2 separate regions of the Mus musculus genome follow, and region 2 is linked to region 1. A link is a contact called in public HiChIP or PLAC-seq data. All regions are on one chromosome and are shown on one strand. Each heading gives the region's core, a stretch centred on a gene start, on an enhancer-like site or on the middle of the called end of the contact. The rest is flanking DNA. Distances are from core to core; before and after follow the strand shown.

What was found. HiChIP or PLAC-seq counts read pairs in DNA pulled down with a chosen protein or histone mark.
Region 2: a contact with region 1 is called in an H3K4me3 HiChIP or PLAC-seq map of embryonic forebrain, with 5 times the contacts expected there. The contact joins two enhancer-like sites. A contact is called at or near these places in 1 of 15 datasets of contacts at CTCF or cohesin (CD8 T cells), 4 of 484 Hi-C or Micro-C datasets (cerebral cortex, cortical neurons and neural stem cells) and 8 of 115 datasets of contacts at active chromatin or transcription factors (embryonic basal ganglia, embryonic forebrain, embryonic hindbrain and 5 more).

Annotation. Positions count from the first base shown.
Region 1 is chr11:32,155,333-32,160,478 of GRCm38.p6, forward strand. No RefSeq gene overlaps it. Among named protein-coding and RNA genes, the nearest start is that of Gm40823, 3.4 kb to the right of the region's middle. Within about 2 kb of position 2,534, at least 41 of the 459 cell types and tissues checked have an H3K27ac peak or open chromatin away from gene starts, as enhancers often do. A contact at or near this core is called in cerebral cortex, cortical neurons, embryonic basal ganglia and 4 more, where this site is marked.
Region 2 is chr11:32,017,076-32,022,221 of GRCm38.p6, forward strand. Nsg2 (neuron specific gene family member 2) reads left to right here. Exons shown (of 5, transcript NM_008741.4): 3 at 576-659. Among named protein-coding and RNA genes, the nearest start is that of Nsg2, 19 kb to the left of the region's middle. Within about 2 kb of position 3,061, at least 141 of the 459 cell types and tissues checked have an H3K27ac peak or open chromatin away from gene starts, as enhancers often do. A contact at or near this core is called in cerebral cortex, cortical neurons, embryonic basal ganglia and 4 more, where this site is marked.

The DNA of each region.
Region 1 (5,146 bases), core at 1,284-3,783:
GTGGGAGGAGCCATCCCTGTGGGAGGAGCAATCCCTTTAAGGCAGGTGGGCCTGAGTTATATAAAGAAGCTAGTTAAGCTGGGCATGGTACCACACGCCTTTGAACCCAGCACTAGAAAGGTACAGGCAGGTCAGCCTGATCTACATAGGGAGTTCCAGAACAGCCAGGCCCATGTAGAGAACCTGTTGAGAGAGACAGAGAGAGAGGGGGAGGGGGAGGGGGGAGGGGGAGGGGGAGAGAGCGAACAAAATGACCTGTGAGTGAGTCAGAGAGCAACCCAGCAAGCAGCATTCCTCTAGTGGCTCCTGCCTTCAGTTCCTGTCTTAAGCTACCACCCTGACTTCCCTCAGTGATGGACTGTGACCTGGAAATATAAAATAAAATGAACCCTCTCCTCCCCTAAGCCTCATGGTGTTTGTCAGCAAGTTGGAAAGGTAACTAAACTTACCAGATGGTAACTTTATCACAGCAATTAAAAACAGGTCCGTTATGGGAGTCAGCCTTTATTTTTTTTTATTTACTTTATTTCATCATATGAGTGTTTTGGATGAATGTATGTATGTGTACCATATGCATGCCTCATGCCCCAGGAAGCAAAAAATAACACTGGATCCCCTGGAGCTAGAGTTAAAGATAGCTGTGAGCCACCATGTGGATGCTGACAGCTGAATGAGGGACCTCTTCAAGAGCAGCCGGTGCTCTAACCACCGAGCCATCTCTCCGGCCCCTCAGCCTTTAATCTTCCTTTCTCACCTTTGTATTCTAAGGGAATACAAAAGCCCAATCTCCTAGTAGCAGATGAAGATTATCGGCAGGAACTCATGATGCTGACACTCCGGTGCCTTCTGTCTGAAATGTGACACAGGAAACAGTGTAGACAGAAGATGGTCAGAGTCAAAGATAGGAAGGTCTAGGATCTACCTAAGAGTCTAGGATCCATAGGAACTTTGAAGTCAGTCATGTGGTTTTGCTTTATAAGGTATGCTGAGTTTACCTACCCCAGTTGCAAACACATCTGCATATCTCTTCTATTTGGCTCATCACTAGCCAACATAACTAGCTGCACCCTCTGATCTATAGTCCACTCTAAAGAGTCTCATCTCAAAGCAGAACGATTCAGTCAGTTCTGGGTTTCCTCACTCAAGTCAAGGGTTTCTTTGCTTTCCCACCCATGTCTGGTTCTTAAGTAGCATCATGTGAGATGGACTATTAGTTTCTGGGTTTTTCTAGGTCCACTTGACTCCCCACTACTCCAAAGGGTCCTTGGCCATTGTGGGACTGAGTAATCAACTTGGAAGTAGAACTGGTTGATTTGGCTAATAGGTTTACAGGATTTCATCTATGACTGGTTGGCCCTGTTGCTTTGGCCCTATGAAGAAACAATATGTTCTGTCAGGGGACATGTGATAGAGCAAAGTCATTTACCTAATTGCTTGGACACACATACACACACACCACATGCACAGAAACATTCACAAATACACACACGCGCACACACGTATACCACAGAAGAAGGACAAGTTTACTCCCACAACCCTCTTCTGCAGCATACCCTCAGAGACCTAACAACTTTACAGTAAGCACCCGTCAGTCCAGATGAACTCCCCTCCCAATGTTGCCATGGGCTCATTAACGTCTTTAATGTCTATGGGCGTTTGGAGGGCATGTCACGTCCAATCTGTGACATTGTGAGTGTCAAGGGTGTCGTTGCTGCCAAACCACATCCTCACCAGGCCCAACCTGTTTCCTGGTCCAGTCTCACACTTAAGAGGAATTTTCTATTTTGTTGCTATTGTGGCTTCCTTTTTTATTTTTTGGAGCCTGACTGGCCTCAAATACACAATCCTCAGCCTCCCATATGTACCACCACACCCACTAAAAACAGGAAGATTTCTGATCCCAAATGTTGAGTCCTTGTTTCTGATTCTCTTGTCTGTGCATGGCTTATTCCAGCTTCTACTCCACTGGGCCTGGCGCCTAGGGGCTGTATAAGCTCTCCACCGCCCTGGACCCACAGAGAAAGCCAGGAGCAGATCTGTCCTCATTCAGATGCCCCCATAATTAATTCACATGCTCTGGGGTCTGTTCCAGCCCCTACTTAACTGGGGGTGAGGGGGGGGGATGGGGAGGCAGGTATATCTAAAAGATCACTGGTATATGTCTCTGGCCATCTTTCATCTGTATGATTCCCTGGTCACATTTCAGACAGAAGGCAAGAGAGTGTCAAGATGGGCACATGCTCTTGCCAGGTTTTTGTTTGTTTGTTTTTTGGGTTTTTTTTGTTTTTTGTTTTTTGGGTGGTTTTTTTTTTTTTTTTTTTTTTCATCTGTCACGAGGAGCCTGGGGCTTTTGTTTCATTGTTTTATTAAGTCTTCTCTTGAGATACTTGTGGCCCGCTTCTTGAATGGAAAAGGGTGGTGGGGGGGGAACATCTGTGAATGTATCAAACTCTTTCAGCTGTGGTTTTCTGTGAGGGGCAGTGACTGGAGTGGCGAGGCCCAAGGCATGTGACATTCCCCATTGTCTTGCTTCACATTCCCAGGTTCCTAAGCGGCAGCCCAATCTGCAGGCGAGGCAACGTTTGCCAGAGGCTGTGCACCGTTCAAACCTGGCACGGGAGAGCCGGAGCTGAAAGTGTGAGGAGGAGGAGGGAGGGAGAGTGAGTTTTGTGTCTTTGCCCGAGGCTGTGTTGCCACACCATCTGGAGCCAGGAGGAGAAGATGGAATAAATATAAGGTGTCGATGTACAGAGCGGAAATGCATGAAATTGGCAGGAGCTCGTTCATCATCCTGCAAATCTGTCTTTACAAAGTGAAATCAAAATCAAGCCAGTTTGAACAATATGGAGGCTGAGCAGCTCTTCCAAGAATAGCTAATGAAAGGGAGGGGGAGGGGGAGGCGGAACCCTACAGAAAATATGCAAATGTATGAAATTGGCAGGTTCCGTTGACACTTTAGTGTGATTAGTATGCTGATTGGTGTGCTTTGGAAAGCACTAAAGAAGGATCATATTGTTTTAGGGAGAAAAAAAATAATGAAAGCCAATAAAGAGCCCAGAACCTCCTAACGGGGAGGCTCCAGTGTGTAGTCAGCTGGGCCCCGGTGAATAGAGAGAAGAGTCCTGAGTAGATTCTGTCTACACCACGGAGCCTCCATAGAAACACGCCAGCACACTGTATTCATTTACTCATTCATTCATTCATTCATTCGTGCACACAACAAGGGCATCTACACTTTGCCTAGCACTGTGCAAGATGCTCAGGACACAAAGGGCTCAGATGCCTTCTCTGGCTCAGGGTACTTTCATAGAGGACGTCTGTTGCATCTCACAGAATAACAATTGCTATGTGAGTGTCTCTGCCACATGATGTAGATGCTGGGCAAAAGGGAGAGTTCACACTGAGACAGTGCAACATATTAGGGGTTATGGGTAGAGAGCTTGAAAAAGATTCACAGAGAATGACATTCAAAATTGCAGACTCTGGGAGCTGGAGAGATGGCTCAGCAGTTAAGAGCACTGACTGTTCTTCCAGAGGTCCTGAATTCAGTTCCCAGCAACCACATGGTGGCTCACAACCATCTGTAATGGGATCCGATGCCCTCTTCTGGTGTGTCTGAAGACAGCTACAGTGTACTCATATACATTAAATAAATAATATTTAGAGAGAGAGAGAGAGAGAGAGAGAGAGAGAGAGAGAGAGAGAGAGAGAGGACTTTGATGGATGCATGTGGAGAAGTAGGCTAAAGGCATTTGAGGCATAAATAACAGAATACCAAAAGATACAAACTCAGAAAAGTAACATTTCCTGGGCTTGGCAAGGTGCCACTTGAGTAGCTCCTCTGAGAATACCCACCTGAGAGCAGCTGGGTGTGGGAACCCTTTGGTAGGCTGGCAATTTTTTCAGCCTGCTGGATATTTGGGATCCTTTGAAGATAACTGTGACTGCTTTCTCTTCACACATTTCCCAGAATTCTGGAGGCTAACTGAAAGAGTAAGCCTATGGCAAGTGGACCATGACTGCACACACATTGCCTCTGTACCTGCGGCTGAACCATGACACGGAGAAGAGTTGGCACTGAGGAGCTTTCTGTAGTTTCCCTTTTTAGGGTGGAGGCCTCAGGCGCCTCTGGGGCAGTAGGACTAAAAGCAGGGGAAATTCATAGGGCCCTTGAAGTTCATGGATGGGAGGGTCTCAGGCATGCAACCCCTAGGAATTGCCATTTTTCATGGTATCACCCCAGAGGGGATCTGAGGGCCCCCAGTGTCCCAGCATCTTAGTCTCTGGGGATCTTGCTGGCACCGATAGTACACTGCATGGTAAGCCCATTAGGCAGACACTCTTAAAGCCAAAAGCAAAATCTATTGCTGGCCAGCGGCTACATGAGGAACTTGCCCAAATCACACAGTTCTGAACCTTATGGCCCTCGGTCTTTTATGCACAAAAAACCACGTCTTGGTTGTCACACTTTAGTTAGCAAGAAGCAGAACTACAGAAACTAAAAGGCAAAGTTAGTGCACTTAAGAACTTTCTGGAACTATGGACTAGATCTTTGTGGATTCGGTCTTTGGTCCATTGTTGGCAGGCGTTGGGGCCTATGGGTTAAATCCTTTCCTGGGGTTTCTATTCTGACTTTCATTGGTTAGGTTCCCAGATAAAAGACACTCAGAGCCTTTATATTTACAATAAGCCTTAAACAGCACAGGAGTTGATCATTTACCTACCCTCTAGGCTATTAGAATCTATTTCCTATTAATAACCCCGAGTTACTACTTATTATGTTTCATCTGGGCTGTTCTTAACTCCAACTGGCCAGCCCTCAAGGCCAGCTGCACCCCTCCGCAGCTCCTGCCTCCAGGTTCCTTGCCCTGTTTGAGTTCCTGAACCGACTTCCTTCAATGATGAATTACAATGTAGAGGTGTGAGCCAAAAGAACCCTTTCCGCCCCAACTTGCTTTTTGGTCATGGTGTTTTGTCCCTGCAATAGAAACCCTGACTAAGACACTGTCCACTTAGCAAAGCAACAGCAAGTAGGTCCCCTTGGGGACTATGTCCTCCACAGCTGTGGGCTTTGACCAGATTTACAGTGGCAAGTCTGAGTCTCTCCTGTGTAGTGGCAAAAGCAGTCGGTGATCCCTGCAAAGTG
Region 2 (5,146 bases), core at 1,811-4,310, 140 kb before region 1:
CCTGACAGGGTGGGTGGAAATGCACCAAGGAGGGAGGGGGGTTGAGAATCAGCAGGACGTGCTACATACAATTGTGAAATTGTCAAAGAATGCATTTAGTCAAGAAGAAGAAGGAAAAAGAGAGGCTGAGAATGTTACTCAGTGGTAGAGCACTTGCTGAGCCGATGTTAGGCTCAGAGTTTCATCATTAGTATGCACACACACACTCATGCACTCATCCACAGATTTGTTCACAGACACTCACACACATTTGTTTTCATTGAAAAGTAGAAAACTGGAATTGTGTTGCCTGATAAAGGTGGCCCCATGATACACTGCTCCCTTTGTCAAAGTAAGATACAGATTATGGCAGTAATACCCATAACGCTGGCAAACATAATCGGAGAGGCAGAATCAGCAGCGTCACCATGCCTGCTGGGATGGGAGAGTGCTATGGGCTATTTGAATGTATTCGTGTGTGTTTGGAAGGGGGCTTGTCATCTCTGATGTCTGTGGGATGGACAACAAGTTCTAGTGGCCAGAGGAAAGGGAGGGAGAAACGCTGTCTCTGAGCTAACACTTGGCCAATTTTGCAGGTGATCGTGAAGACAAGAACAGAATACCAGCCGGAACAGAGGAACAAAGGGAAGTTCCGGGTGCCAAAGATCGCTGAATTTACGGTCAGTTCCTCAGTGGGATGGAATGGAAGGGGACACTTGCTGTGGCGCAGGGACTCTGTGGAGTAGGAAAGTGGTACAGGCTATTTCAGGAGGGATTATGGAAGTCACTCCGACTTCAACACGGAGGTTCATCCCAGGACAAGAGTGCTACCCAAGCTCTCCGGTTCCGACAGATTTGATAATTGATAAAGAGTGACTACAGCTTCTCATTTATCCCCTGCCCTCTTCTTCCTGTGTTTCCACCACAATCTTCAGGAAATGTGACAGGAACATATTAAGAAACACAAATTTTAGTCAGCAGCTTTGGTCATTAATGGATAGCAGAAGGAAGAAGAAGCAGACAGGTACAAGCCAGTGGTGTATTTGTTTTTTGTTTTGTTTTGTTTTGTTTTGTTTTGTTTTGTTTTGTTTTGTTTTGTTTTGTTTTCAGGAGTGGGGGCATGGTGGAGATTTAGTCACTAGCAGTGGACAGAGCAGTTAAGCATGATATGTAAAGATGATAGGAGGAGCTGAGGTTAGTGTGTGTGGAGCTGCTTAGGAACTGACAGGAGAAGGAAGCCAGCATTCAGCAGGCATGAGGGGGCTGGGGACTGAGAGAGCAAAGCCTGTGCAGAGGCCCCGAGGCTGTAAGAGTGCTGCCCAATAAGAACAAGGGCAGTGAGGCTGCGCTCTAGAAAAGGGGCAAGATGTAAAAATGCTGCACCAATAGGAACACCACCAGATAAGTCAGGAGAAGTCTGTAGGATGCAGGTAGTCTCAAGCCTTGTGGGCTGTGTGGATGACTGTTGAAAGCGGTAGGAAGCCTCTTCAGGATTTCAAGTAGAGGAGGGATGTGACTGAATTTGGGCTTTAGAAAAATTGCATCGTCTTTCACATAATGTGTGATGGGCAAGAGGTTAAATGGGAGACTGTGAGGCTACTGAAGTGTCCAAGTAAAAATTAGTAGTGATCCAGACAAGACTAGTGAGTGGATAGCCGCAAAAGCAGACCTAACGAGCTGAAAGTAGATACTGCCCTTGGTTATCTGGGTACTGGAGTGGGTTTCCTTCTGCCCTTCATTGTTGCTGAAGCCAATTAACTACTCAAAGCATGCCGGCAGCAGCGACGGCACAAGTGTTTCTCGCTACCCACCCCAATGTTCAGGGTTCCTGAATGAAACACACACACACACACACACCCTTATATTTTAATATGCCTTAAACAGCTCAATGGCTGAGCCACTCCCAAACTTCCACACAGCTAACACACTCCCCTCCGATATTCCTGAGTTACTACTCATTAAAATCTATATTCCATTTTTGTTGCCCTAAACCCCGTCAGGGGTCCCCTGAGGCCACTCTTCCCAGGCTCTTACATGTTGGCAAGCTGTCCTGCACACCTCAGGCATGGCAGCTGCCCCTTTCCCAGCGCAGCAGCTATCCCTTCCTCCCTCCTTGTTCCTTGCTCTGGAATCCTAAAAGTCCCACCTCTGCCTCCTTGTCAAACCATTAGCTGTTGGCAACTTTAATTACCAATCAAAACAGAGGTCAGGGACCCTCAGTGTTTTACATGCAAATTCTCGTGCAATTTTGGGGACCCAATTAACATAATACAAGCATTAGACCAAACCAGAACACATGACAGTCTTTCTCTGCACTAAATCTGTATTTGAGTGGCTGAGTGTGTGATGCTGGCTCTCTAGCAAAGGCGGGGACTGCTCATTTACTGTCATCTTACCATGTTTTCCACTGTGCAATGTGGACTTAGTACGAGGGGGACTGGCCCCTGCTGTGTGCAGCCACCTGCGGGGAAAAGTTATGAGGGGCAAGCAGGAGGGAATGGGGGTAATATGTACAAATCGGGCCCTGGAGTAAAGTTGACTTGTCTTGGCTCTGTCGTTCATAAAAGGCACAGAGTCACACATAAGAATACTAACAGTAGTGCTATATATAAAAATCAAAGTATTAGACAAGGTTAGACTTCCTACCTTTCTCTTGATTTCACGAATAAAACTATATCTCTATAGTGGACTATTTTACAAATTCTTAAGCTTTACCTTTTTAGGCTAGCAAGATGGCTCAGAAGATGACCTAAATTCAATTCTTAGAGCACACATAAGGGGAGAGAGTTAACTGTATAGAATTGTCCCCTGACCATGCTTGCCTTGTACACATGTGCACAAACACACACACACACACACAAACACACACACGAGAGAGAGAGAGAGAGAGAGAGAGAGAGAGAGAGAGAGAGAGAGAGAGAGAGAGAGAGAGAGAGAGAGAGAGAGCGAGCTGGGAGTCCCCAGTGGATGAGGTGGTATAACTCCCCCATTAATCAGAGAGATGATTCAGTCCGCTGGCCCAGTTACCCAGTGTCAAAGCCAGAGCCAGTGTCAGAGCTGGGCCTGTCTGTCTGGCCTTTCTGTCCAGCCATGCTGCCTGTAGTAGAAATGAGTCAGCTAAAATAATGAACAGAGTAGCTCTAAGCCGGGTTCAGGCCTGATCACTGCCTTTAATCCAGTTTTGTTCAGTTGATCCTCACGGGTCAAGTCAGTTCTGGAAGAAGAGATTTGTGTTTCACTAGCAGCCCTTTGCGAGCCTTGACTGTCAGGCGTGGGTGGGGACAAGCCCTGCCTTTTGGAACAAAAAGAAGGGGGGAGGGGATGGAAATGAAGCAGATTCTCATTTGCTTATATAAAGCTTGAAGTGTTAATTAGCCTGGTTTTCAGCTTTCTTCAGAGAGCTTCCTCTGGGCTTTGTAAAGGATGCATCTGCTGGTTGCAGGGTGGTAGGGGAAAAGGGTGAGGAAGCTGTGTGGTAATTAAGAAGAGTCTGAAGGTCTTAGATGAGGAAGCTCACTGGGGCTCAGGGACCCACCACGTATGTCTGCTGTGGGAGCAGAATCATAGAACTTATTTTTGCCTGGGAAAGGAAGATTGGGCTTCTCTGACTGGACCAATGGTTCAAGCTTTGCAAGATGCTGGCTGGGAGAGGTTCTGAGCCGAGTAGCCATGGTGTGTGGAGGTTTGGCTTGCTGCCACCCTTAGATGTGCCTGGAGCTGTGGGTGGAGATGCTGGGGGAACATCTTTACAGACAGCCTCAGAGAGCTTAGCACGGACAGTTGCTGCTCACCCCTACCCCACCCCTGTGCACCCTGTTTTTCTGTATCTCCAGAGGTTCTTCCAAAAGGCTTGAAGAGTGTCCTTAGGCTAACAGGAACAAATCCATCCATCCTGAGCCCTGGGAGCTGGGGATGCTGTTAAACTGCCTGCTACAGAACATAATGATGTTTTAGAATGGCAGTTCTCAACCTTCCTAATGCTACAACCCTCTAATGCAGTTTCTCATGTTGTGGGGACCCCCAATCATAAGATTACTTCATTGCTACTTCATAACTATAATTTTGCTACTGTTATGAATCACAATGTAATTATCTGATATGCAGGTTATCTGATTCCCAAAGGGGCTGTGACCCACAGGCTGAGAACCACGGCTCTGGAAAGTTCTGGTGTTAAAGCTGTGGTTCTGCTGTGGGAAGCACTGGTGCATGGATGGACTGGTATTATGGAGGAGCTGGTGGTGTGGAAGGTTTATGCTGCATTGAAGAATGGGTGTCACAGATAGAAGGCTGTGGTGTTCTGGGCAGCTCTAGTGCTGTGGAGGAGCTGGTGATACAGGCATCTGATACATACAGGGCACCAGATTCAGGAAGAATTTTGGTGCTATAGAAGGTGCTGGTGGAACCAAAGGTAGTGACACTTTGGAAGGATGAGTTCTAAAGGAAGATCCTGGTGGTGTGGAGGGCACTGGTTATGGGATGGTGACAGTGTGGGCCATTTGTGCTGCCTGAAGCTTCTGGTGTAATGGAGAATGTGATATTATGGAGATACAAGCGCTGTTGAAAGTTCTGCTGTGCGAGATTCTGATACTGTTGAAGATGGCAGCAGATTGGAAGGTACTGTTGCTCCAGGAAGCCTTGGTATGAAGGAAAGTATCGATCTTGAGGAAGAGGCAGGTGCTGTGGATGTGCTGCTACCAAGAAGGATGTCTGTAGTACCTTCTGTTTACTATCACTCTTAACCTCTCGTACTTCCTCCCCACCTCTGCTGTCTTCCCTACAATACAGCCATGATCTCACAGCAGCCATAGCCACCTACAGTGGACTATGTAATAATAGGCCTATCAACAGTTGGTCATAAATTGCAGAAGAGTCCACATGGCACATCGTCCTAACCTCCCTACTGAACTATAGGATACTGATAGATTTTTTTTTAAGATTTTTTTTTAAATCTATATGAGTACACACCAGAAGAAGGCATCAGATCCTTTTCCAGATGGTTGTGAGCCACCATGTGGTTACTGGGAATTGAACTCAGGACCTCTGGAAGAGCAGTCAGTGCTCTTAACCACTAAGCCATCTCTCCAGCCCCAATACTGATATATCTTAAGCAAGGTAGACATTCTCCTCATTTGTGATCTCCTGATGAACTCGTGTTCTAAATCCCTGC